Regions from separate parts of the Sus scrofa genome. Here regions 2 and 3 are each linked to region 1. Evidence: chromatin contacts called from public HiChIP or PLAC-seq data. All regions are on one chromosome and are shown on one strand. The core of a region is the stretch at or near the end of the contact, and the rest is flanking DNA. Distances in the headings are between cores, read along the strand shown. Region 1 holds the start of SRSF6 (serine and arginine rich splicing factor 6). Region 2 holds the start of OSER1 (oxidative stress-responsive serine-rich protein 1). Region 3 holds the start of FITM2 (fat storage inducing transmembrane protein 2).

Region 1 (2,877 bases), core at 191-2,690:
TTGTTAATCCTCCTTTCCCTAATTATCACGACCCACTAATTTTTTTTAAAGATCTATCAATACGTTTTATTCACCTAACTTTAAGCTGAGCGTAGCCTCTACCACTAGCCGCCAGTTATTAACACTCCCCCTCCCCCCGTCGTCACAACTGTCAGACCCCCTGACTTTGCCAAATGTCCCCCGGGGGGCAAAACTGCCACCTTCCAACTAGAAGCTGTAGAGTGCAAGGCTGCCTTGCTCCCGAAGCGCTGGAATATACAGAAATACGTACACAGCCAGTATTATCGCGGCAACGCCCTTTCCCCTCAGCTAGTGTGACACAACGCCCTCGGGCTCTTTTCTCCACCTCTCCAGGCACTCCTTCCCCTTACTTAAGTTCCAAGACGACGCCAGGGTCTTCTGCTCTCCACTTAAACTTTACTCCTGGTTTTCATCTAATTCGCCAGCTTTAACTGGCAACTCTAGTGGTAAACTCCAAAATGTGCGTGTTTTTGCGGTATAGATAATGGGAAGGGATCGCGTTGGGACTACGGCCTCTCCACACGGGGGAGAAAATGAGCGTACCTCTGTGGGAAGGTTGCCAGGTCTTGCTCAACTTTCTGGGCCGGAGGCCTTGGCCCGCCTCCCTTTTCCAGCACCCGCAGCGAGCCGGGGGGGTTGCCATGCACACCTCAATCTACAGGTGACTCCAGGTGACGGTGCTCCAAGAAAGACCCCCTGGAAGGACAGGTGGCCGTAAAAGGAGGCGGTGAAGTGGGACCACGAGGGATAGAAGCCAGCAGTACCGTGCGCTCCCGACCGCGTCACCACGACCTCAGAGCGCTAACTTCGGATTCTGTGGAAATAGGCAGCTAACCGTGTGGAGAACGCCTTCTACACTAGGCAGAGCGCAAGCTGAGCGATCCATAGGGGAAATTTGCAGCCTCGTTCCCAAAACCAATCAGAGACCAGGGAGGCCTATAGTGACAACCTCGATAACCAATGAAAAGAGGGATTTTCCTAGCCGGCCTCCCAAGCGCGAGTCCCGGAGAGAACTCACAGAGGAAGTTTTTTTTAAGGTACAGATTAGAAAACAAGTCCTTGACTGGACGACGGGATACGACGTCTACAAAGATGTGTGGAGAAAGTTCGGTGAGCGAATAGAACCGCACTTCCCTGAAACTTGGAGCGCGGAGGTCCCGCAAGTCACTCTCGCGCTCCGCGCTTCAGCGCGGGAGGGTACGTGCTGCGCGTTGACGTCACGCGCCGGGCCCCGCCCCTGGCCGCTCGCCCTTATAGCGTAGCCCAGGCGCGCGCGCACCATTGTGTGGCTGGACTCGGCCGCCACTGCGGTGTGAGGCGCGTGTCCGGGCTTTTGCCGTCCCCGCACCCGCACCGCGGCTTCTGCCTTGCGGTTCGTCGTTCGACAGCCAGCCCTCGGGCCCCTCGCCCGCCACGGACATGCCGCGCGTCTACATAGGACGCCTGAGCTACAACGTCCGGGAGAAGGACATCCAGCGCTTTTTCAGCGGCTATGGCCGCCTTCTCGAAATTGACCTTAAAAATGGGTGAGTCGGAGGCTGGGCGCCCGCGTCCGCCCGCAGCGCCGCGGGCCTACGGCGGCAGGGCCCATCGGAGGGAGGAGACGGCCAAGGCCGCGGTGCCGCGTGGCAGGGCCGCCAAGATGGCGGCCGCGCGGGGCCGCGGGAGCGCGCGAGGAGCGGGAGCAGCGCGCGTGCGCGCCCCCGGCCTAACGACGTCCGCCGGTCTCCGGCCCTCGCGCCGCCCTCAGGTACGGCTTCGTGGAGTTCGAGGACTCCCGCGACGCCGACGACGCCGTTTACGAGCTGAACGGCAAGGAGCTCTGCGGCGAGCGCGTGATCGTGGAGCACGCCCGGGGCCCGCGCCGCGATCGCGACGGCTACAGCTACGGAAGCCGCAGTGAGTCCCACCCCCGCGCGCTCCGTGTCCTTGGGACCCCGGGGGCGGGTGCAGGCTTAGGGGGGCGGGGTGGGGCCTCCCAGCCGGGCAGGCGCGTTGGCCCGGGTCGCTTGACTCGGGTGTCCCCGGGGCCCGCTGCCTTCACGCCTGCCCGGGAAAGCCACGGGACGCCGGAGCGCGGGGATTGGGTGGTGGGTTTTGCCTAGCGGGAGTTTGTGTGTTTGGGGGCGGGAGTTGCTTAGTCGGGAGGGGGTAACGTGTGCTGGGCCCCTGTCAGCACTGTCGTGGGCTCTGCCTACGGAGGAAGCGAGGGTTGGCTGTACTTGTATCTCCCTCGCTTACCTGTCAGTGCATTAGGTAGAAATGTGAATGATTTAGCATGGAGGTTTGGGGACAGGCTGGGGTGGAGGTGGGGTTGGGGGCGGGGGAAGGGGTGGAGTTTGAAGCTTAGGACTTAAAGTTATTAAAATTGGCAGGGGCCAAAGAAAATGTTATTTTGACGTAATGTGGTATTGTACCACAAAGTAGATCTAAATGAGCTTTATGCTATATTTGAACTAGTTGGGGCATGTTATGGGGAGGAGGTGGGGGGATTTTGGTTATGTTAAATGTTTGATGTTGAAATTGTTGCATGTTGAATTCAAACTTTTTAACAAGTCCTTGATGTTTCAATTTGAAAGTGACCAATGGGGCTGAGGCTGTGTCCACTGAGGCTAAGATGACTGCCTTTCCTGATTGGCCTTGGCTTTTCCATACATTGTGTGACCCTTGCCCTATGACCCTTTGGCTGACCTTACCGGAAGCCATGACGACAGCAGCCTTTTGCCATTAGACGCAGGGTGATGGTGAGGATTCCGAGGGTTAGACAAAACTGGTTAATCTGAACTAGGTGACTGTTACCTTGCGTGTTTTGTGGCCAAACCACCACCAAAAACCTCACACTGTGATGTAAGTACT
Region 2 (2,963 bases), core at 401-2,900, 570 kb after region 1:
TATGGAACTTTTAATTATATAGTCCTAACTCTAGATGTTAATACAAACCTAGCTGACACACTAAAACTTTCTTGACACATTAAAAGATCCATCATTTAACAACCAAAACAGACCAAAATAAAACTGGCACAGACTAAAACATTAGGAATGACATTCCATCTAAACTATTTTGAGACTTTCAACATTCTGATGACTCACCTTTTCCCTCAATTATATTAACCCAGAGCAAAGGTGAATCTTAGGCATGACCTGAAGAGCTAAATCATAACATGTTTGTAATTACAAAAAGGCTTATTATGCTCCGCCCTATTCCCGGCCTCCCATTCACTCAAATCAAGAGCTAAATAACTCAGTGAAACATGTATCGTTTTCCCCTTCTTCACTGATAAATTCATAAATTTGTGGGATGGATTTCTGCCGTTTTTTACTACACTAACTTCTTGAAATTGAACGATCCCCCTCAAAGATCAAACTTTTTAAAAGGCCTATTAGAAATTACCTTAAGTCAAATAACATAGGGCCTCGGATTTTCCTTAGCCTTTCAAAAAAAACCAAAATTATTCTAAGTTCCTTCATCAAAAGGGCAAATTCCTGATTTTCTCTGATTGTCAACAAAAGCTATGGGTCACAATCTTATTTACATCTTGCAGTTTTAACCGAGACCTCTTCGAACGTCAGGCCTAGGTCCAAATTTCCAGGACCCTGAAAAGACCGGAGAACGATCAATAAAAGATCTGCGCGTAAGCGTGTCATCACAATGTTAAAATATTTAGAAAATTTCCCAACCCACCAGGAAGCGTGGAGTTCGGGAAAGAAAACCGAATCCAGCAACTCTGCAAGGCGCAAATAAAACTAGGTTCAAACAATCGACCCGGGTGTCTCTTCTACCCACTCAACTCCCTAAACTCTCGGTACTAGAGCCCGATGTTAATTCTTCTTACCCAGAAAGTGGATCGGTCGTGGTTCAACAGGATTTGGGGAGAGGGAGGCTCAGAACCTGAGGGGTTCGGATAGCGGGGAGCTGTCCAGGGCCTTAGCTCTGCCCGCCCGAGGTCCTGCAGCTGGAAGTCGCCCCCTGAGGATACTCTCCGGGCCAAAAGGAGAGGATACAGTAGGGCCAAGGGGCAAGGGATGCAGGAGGAGGAGGGAGCAAAGCCGAAGCGGCAGCCAACGAGACTGGGGCGCGGAAAAGGGCGGGAAGGGGCAAAGGGCTGCCGAGGAGGACGAAAAGGGGAAGCTACGGCCAGGCGGGAGAGGGCGGAGGCGCGGGGCGGGGGTCGCGGAGGCGGGAAGGGGCGAAGAGAGCGGGGCTCGGGTAGTGCCAGGCCGCGGCGGCGGACGGAGCGCGGAGAGGCGCAGGCCCGGCTGGGCCCAGACAGCCAGAGCCGTGGGACGACGCGACGCGACGCGAGAGGGCTCAGAAGCGGCTGCCCGCTGCCAGGCCGGGCCTCGAGGCCGAGACGCGGTGCTACGGAGCTTCTCCGTCAAGTCTGGGCACTCACCTCCTCGCGGCAGGGTCGCTCCGGTGAGCCAGTCTCGTCAGTTCAGATCGTCTCTCCCCGATCGTCGCGCCTGACTGACCCGGATCTAAACCCGCGGAGGGGGCGGCCCGCTCCTCCGGAGTCGCTCTGCGCCTGCGTCACTCGGGCACGCCCCCCGCCCCCTGTTCGCGCTCCTCCTACCCCCCGTGACTCGGCAGCGCGGCAGGCAGCGACTGCGCAGGCGCGGAGCTGTAGCCGCGCCTCTCAAACGCCTTGCACCCGCCCCTCTCAAAACACGTGCGCCTGACGCCACTTCCTGTTATTCTCTTCGCTCGCTCCTCCCTTCTCAAAGAGTTTGCTGGGGATGGCTTTCTGGGGCATGCCTGCTTCCTTCTCTTGGTCAGGTGAGTGACTGGGTGAGTGAGGGTTGTTTCTCGCTGTCACGGAGCCACCTCGATTTTCCGCGGTCTCCCTGTGCTTGGAGCGCTACCTGGAGTCAACAAGGCTACGGAATTCCGCGAGGTGAGGCCCAGGTGGGTGGATCTTTACGCAACGGAGCCACCTCTGAACGCTCCGCGCGAGTCTCCTGGATGCGCGAATCTGGACTGCCGGCGGTATCGCTGGGGCTCGAACACCAGCCTTCGCCTCCTGGGGATCCCCCAGGGCTGCAGAAAAGCAAGGGGGAATCCGACACAGCTAGTACCGTGAACATTAGGCCGAAATTGGAACTGAAATGCGTTTACAAAATACCTTTGTTGTTTCCCTCTCTGGCTTTCTCCATTCTGTTAAATGAGGACGTTGGACTGCTTCAGCACATCTCGTTGTTTTCAGGCATGGACTCCGTTGAGAATCTGGTGAGAATCGTAGGCCGCCTCGACAGAGACGTGCACAGGCATACCAAATTTTGCAAAAAGGTTTGGGCAGTTCACCTAAGCAGGTAATTTTTAGGGATCTTTTCCTTTTGTAGGACTCCGACGGTTGCTTGGATGGCAGACAGAGAAGGGATGGGCTGAGCAACGGCTGCTACTCCCTCCAACACCAGCTCACTCACCATGCCCCAGTTCCACGTCCGCACTTCTCAGAGCTTTGTGGGAAAAGATGCTCTTCCTCAGTAAAATGGGCTCGAGTTGGTTCTGGCCAACCTTTGTGTGAGGTTGTCACTTGAACCAAAACTGGACCCTCCCACTCCCCAGTACCTTAGCTATAATCACCTAATTGGATAGGCTGCTGAAAATAGCTTGGTATGTTCAACTTAACTATAGCCAGACTTTGGAATGCCTGGCCCATGTCTGAGGATGGAATCTACAGGTTATTTTATAAGATTGTTAAAGCATGTCTTGGGCCCTGGGTACCTTTTTAAATCCTTGTTCATACCAGAGGCTCAGTAACTGACAAGGGATGAAAGAAACCTGTTAATTGTTAAGTCCCAACATCAAACCAAATTCTAATGATGGCTCCCCGCTTCTTTGCAGCAACCATGCA
Region 3 (3,153 bases), core at 38-2,537, 630 kb after region 1:
CGAACACACATGCAAGAGATGTGGGGCCATGACCACTTTCATAATCTGCCCAGCCTCGTAAGTGGGGGAGGAAGGTGGGCCAAGGACAGAAGGCCTCTTTCTTGGGTTCCAAAAATGTCTCAGACACTACCCAAGAGCCTGTCGCTAAAATCTTCCCTGGGACTGATATGCAGGGAACTGGCCAGAGCCATGACCTGTTAGGTATTCGATGAAGCTGCTGGAGAGAGAAACCAGGGTTTTAAGCAGATAACCAAAACTGGACTGACTTCTGGGAGATGCCACAGACACCATAATCCTGAAGAGAAAAAACTCACATCAAGGGAGAATTTTTATCTTTCAGAATCTCCCTTTACTATTCCAACAGTGTTGTTGTCAATAACCTTAAAATCCAAGAGGTTTTTTTTTTTTTTTTTTTTTTTTTTTTAAAGGAGGGGGTGGGTAGACTTAAGAAATCTCAAAGAACCTGGCTGGGATTGTGTTCCTGGGCCACTGCCAGGAACTTTGAGTGGCTTAAGAAGATCCATGCAGATTCAGGGGAAAGGTCATAGACTGGAGGGTTCCACTCCTGCGACACTATCTTGGAGCGGGGTTGTCACAGGCTAGGATGGGGGTGGGGGGAAGGGCAGGTCTTTCTACCCTACCCAGGTGTGATGGGATTCTGTCACGCTGGGGGTGCAGGGGGTAATAACTGGACTTAGGGCAGAGGCACGGCGTCTGATGCCGGCAGGCAGGAGAGACGTGGCATATTCCCCAGGGCAGCGGCCAACCCCTAAACCCAAAGGAAATCGGGGTGGGGGTGGGAAGCTGGTTCATCCCCTCTTGCCACCTCCCACTCCTACACACACACAGACACACACACCTCCCTGCCCGTCACCCCTGCCCAGTCAGCTCAGACTGTCTTGTTTGGTGTGCAAACGCGACTTGCTGGTGACACTAGCTATTTCGGGGTCCCTCCATTTCGACCCGCGTGCAGACGCTGCTGTCACGATGGGGAGAAGGACCTCCCCTTCCAATGACTCGTCATCAGGGCAGCCAACCCCCAGCTGTCTGGGCAAGGCGACAGCGGTAGCTACGGCGGGGACAGGAGAAACCCGGGGCACACTCACACGTTGAGGACGTTGCGTTTGTTGCTGAGATAGCTCTCGGGCAGCGGTGAGAGTTCCTTGAGGAGGGACCCCGCCAGCATGGAAGCTGCCAGGGCCCAGGGCAGGTACCGCCGCACAGCCGCCCGCACCAGTGTTCCCCTGAGGACCCACGCGCAGCGCTCCAGGTGCTCCATGCCCGACCTCTTCGGCCACCGTCCGCCGACCCGTGCCTTCTCGGCCACCGTCTCGCCCTTCGTCCCGGCCGGCGAAACCACCTCCCTTTGAGCGCATGCGCGCTGCCCTCAGGCCCCGCCCTTGAGGAGGGTGCGCGTTCTGGAGCCCGCGCGCTCCCCCTCCTGGCCACCGGCGGCCTCTGCAGCGCGCTTGACTCCAAATTCGTCGCTTTCTCTTCACTCAAAATCACCTCCCGGAAAATCACCTTAGCTCCATCCGGGTAAGGCAGGTTTGAACCTCAGCCTCTATGCCTTGCTCTGATCAAAGAAAAAGAGTTTGTGGGAATATTTGCTGGAGGTAAGGAAGAATAAACGTTTCGTTGTAGGAGCTGGGACAGTGGTCTCAGCCTCTTTTGTTTTCTCATCTGTAAAATGAAGAGACAAGAGGAGATCGCCTTTCCCAAGAGTTAATTTATGAACTCAGGGTTCATTGTGGTGTCCAGAAACAGTTGCATGAGAATATAAATGCATACAATCATCGTATTTACATTTAAAATTATTGGATTTATTTTCACCTTCAAAACAACCACATACTTGTATTGAGCGAAAATGCTGGATGCTGAGGGTTAATGACGATAAGATGAGGGTGTTGATGACTCAGTTACTTATTTATCACAGAGTTAAACCTTCTCATCCCCTGGTCTGGTTGGGTGTGTAATTCAGTGTTTCCCAACCTTGAGGCATTTCTTTGCCACTGTATTAATTTTCTAGGACTGCCATAACAAGTTGCCAGAAACGTGTTGGCTTAAACCAACAGAAATATATTCTCTGGCAAGTCTGGAGGCCAGAAGTCTGAAATCAAGCTGTCGATGGGATTGGTTCCTTCTGGAGGCTCCTAGAAGGAGACCTTCCATGGCTCTCTTCCAGTGGCTGCAGGCAGTCCTGGGCATCCTTGGCTTATGGCTGCATCACTCCAATCTCTACTTCTTTCTTCCCATGGTCTTCTCCCTTCTGCGTGTCTGTGTGTCTTCTCTCCTTCCATCTATTATAAGGACACTCGTCACTGGATTTAGGGTCCACTCAAAATCCAAAATAATCACTTCATTAGATCCTTCATTACATGTGCAAAGACTTTATTTCCAAATAAGGTCATATTCCCAGGGATTAAGACTTTGATGTGTCCTTTGGCGCGGGGGGGGGGGGGTGTCACCATTCAACCCCCTGTATCCACTTGAACTGTTTCTGCCATGTCCATACACCACCAGTACTATTATTTCTTCACATTTTTCTTTAGACAATACACATTTAAAACTGAAATACTTATAGACTCCCAAGCAGAAATACCCATAGAATAATAGATTCTATGTGCCAGCTGTATTTCTTCTGTTACAAAAATGACATTTCTGGAGTTCCCTTTGTGGCTCAGCGGTTAACGAACCCGGCTAAGATCCACGAGGATGCGGGTTGATCCCTGGCCTTGCTCAGTGGCTTAAGGATCTGGCGTTGCCATGAGCTGTGGTGTAGGTTGCAGATGCATCTCGGATCCTGCTGTGCCATAGGCCCGCAGTGGTAGCTCCTATTGGACCCCTAGATTGGAAACTTCCATGTGCCGCGCATGCAGCCCTAAAAAGCAAACAAAAAAAGACATTTCTATTGAAATATTTATCATCTCCAGCTGCCTAAAGTAATTTCATGTCACTGTCCAGGGATAGCTACCGTACTTTGGGAAACACTTGCCTGATTTATGCCTGTGATAGATTGATGTTTAAATTCTCTCATGCAGAGAGTCAATCAACTAATAAGAGTGAAAGTATTAATTCCTTAAAACCATCTCAAGATGATCCTCATACCTGTAAATTGCATTTATCTGATCGTAATTTTTATGTAGCAAGATG

Evidence for each region. HiChIP or PLAC-seq counts read pairs in DNA pulled down with a chosen protein or histone mark.
Region 2: an H3K27ac HiChIP or PLAC-seq map of alveolar macrophages shows a contact between it and region 1. The contact joins the promoter of OSER1 here to the promoter of SRSF6 in region 1. A contact is called at or near these places in 1 of 5 promoter capture datasets (fetal liver), 5 of 47 Hi-C or Micro-C datasets (alveolar macrophages, heart right ventricle, liver and 2 more) and 1 of 2 datasets of contacts at active chromatin or transcription factors (alveolar macrophages).
Region 3: a contact with region 1 is called in an H3K27ac HiChIP or PLAC-seq map of alveolar macrophages. The contact joins the promoter of FITM2 here to the promoter of SRSF6 in region 1. A contact is called at or near these places in 1 of 47 Hi-C or Micro-C datasets (heart right ventricle) and 1 of 2 datasets of contacts at active chromatin or transcription factors (alveolar macrophages).

Annotation. Positions count from the first base shown.
Region 1 is chr17:46,118,172-46,121,048 of Sscrofa11.1, forward strand. It overlaps SRSF6 (serine and arginine rich splicing factor 6), which reads left to right and starts at 1,441. Exons shown (of 6, transcript NM_001077217.1): 1 at 1,441-1,547; 2 at 1,772-1,920. The coding sequence starts at 1,441. LOC100520338 (a long non-coding RNA gene) reads right to left here and starts at 743. Exons shown (of 7, transcript XR_297849.3): 1 at 565-743.
Region 2 is chr17:46,684,494-46,687,456 of Sscrofa11.1, forward strand. It overlaps OSER1 (oxidative stress-responsive serine-rich protein 1), which reads right to left and starts at 1,651. Exons shown (of 4, transcript XM_021078054.1): 1 at 1,503-1,651. It also overlaps LOC106506689.
Region 3 is chr17:46,744,611-46,747,763 of Sscrofa11.1, forward strand. It overlaps FITM2 (fat storage inducing transmembrane protein 2), which reads right to left and starts at 1,288. Exons shown (of 3, transcript NM_001128460.1): 1 at 1,107-1,288. The coding sequence starts at 1,279.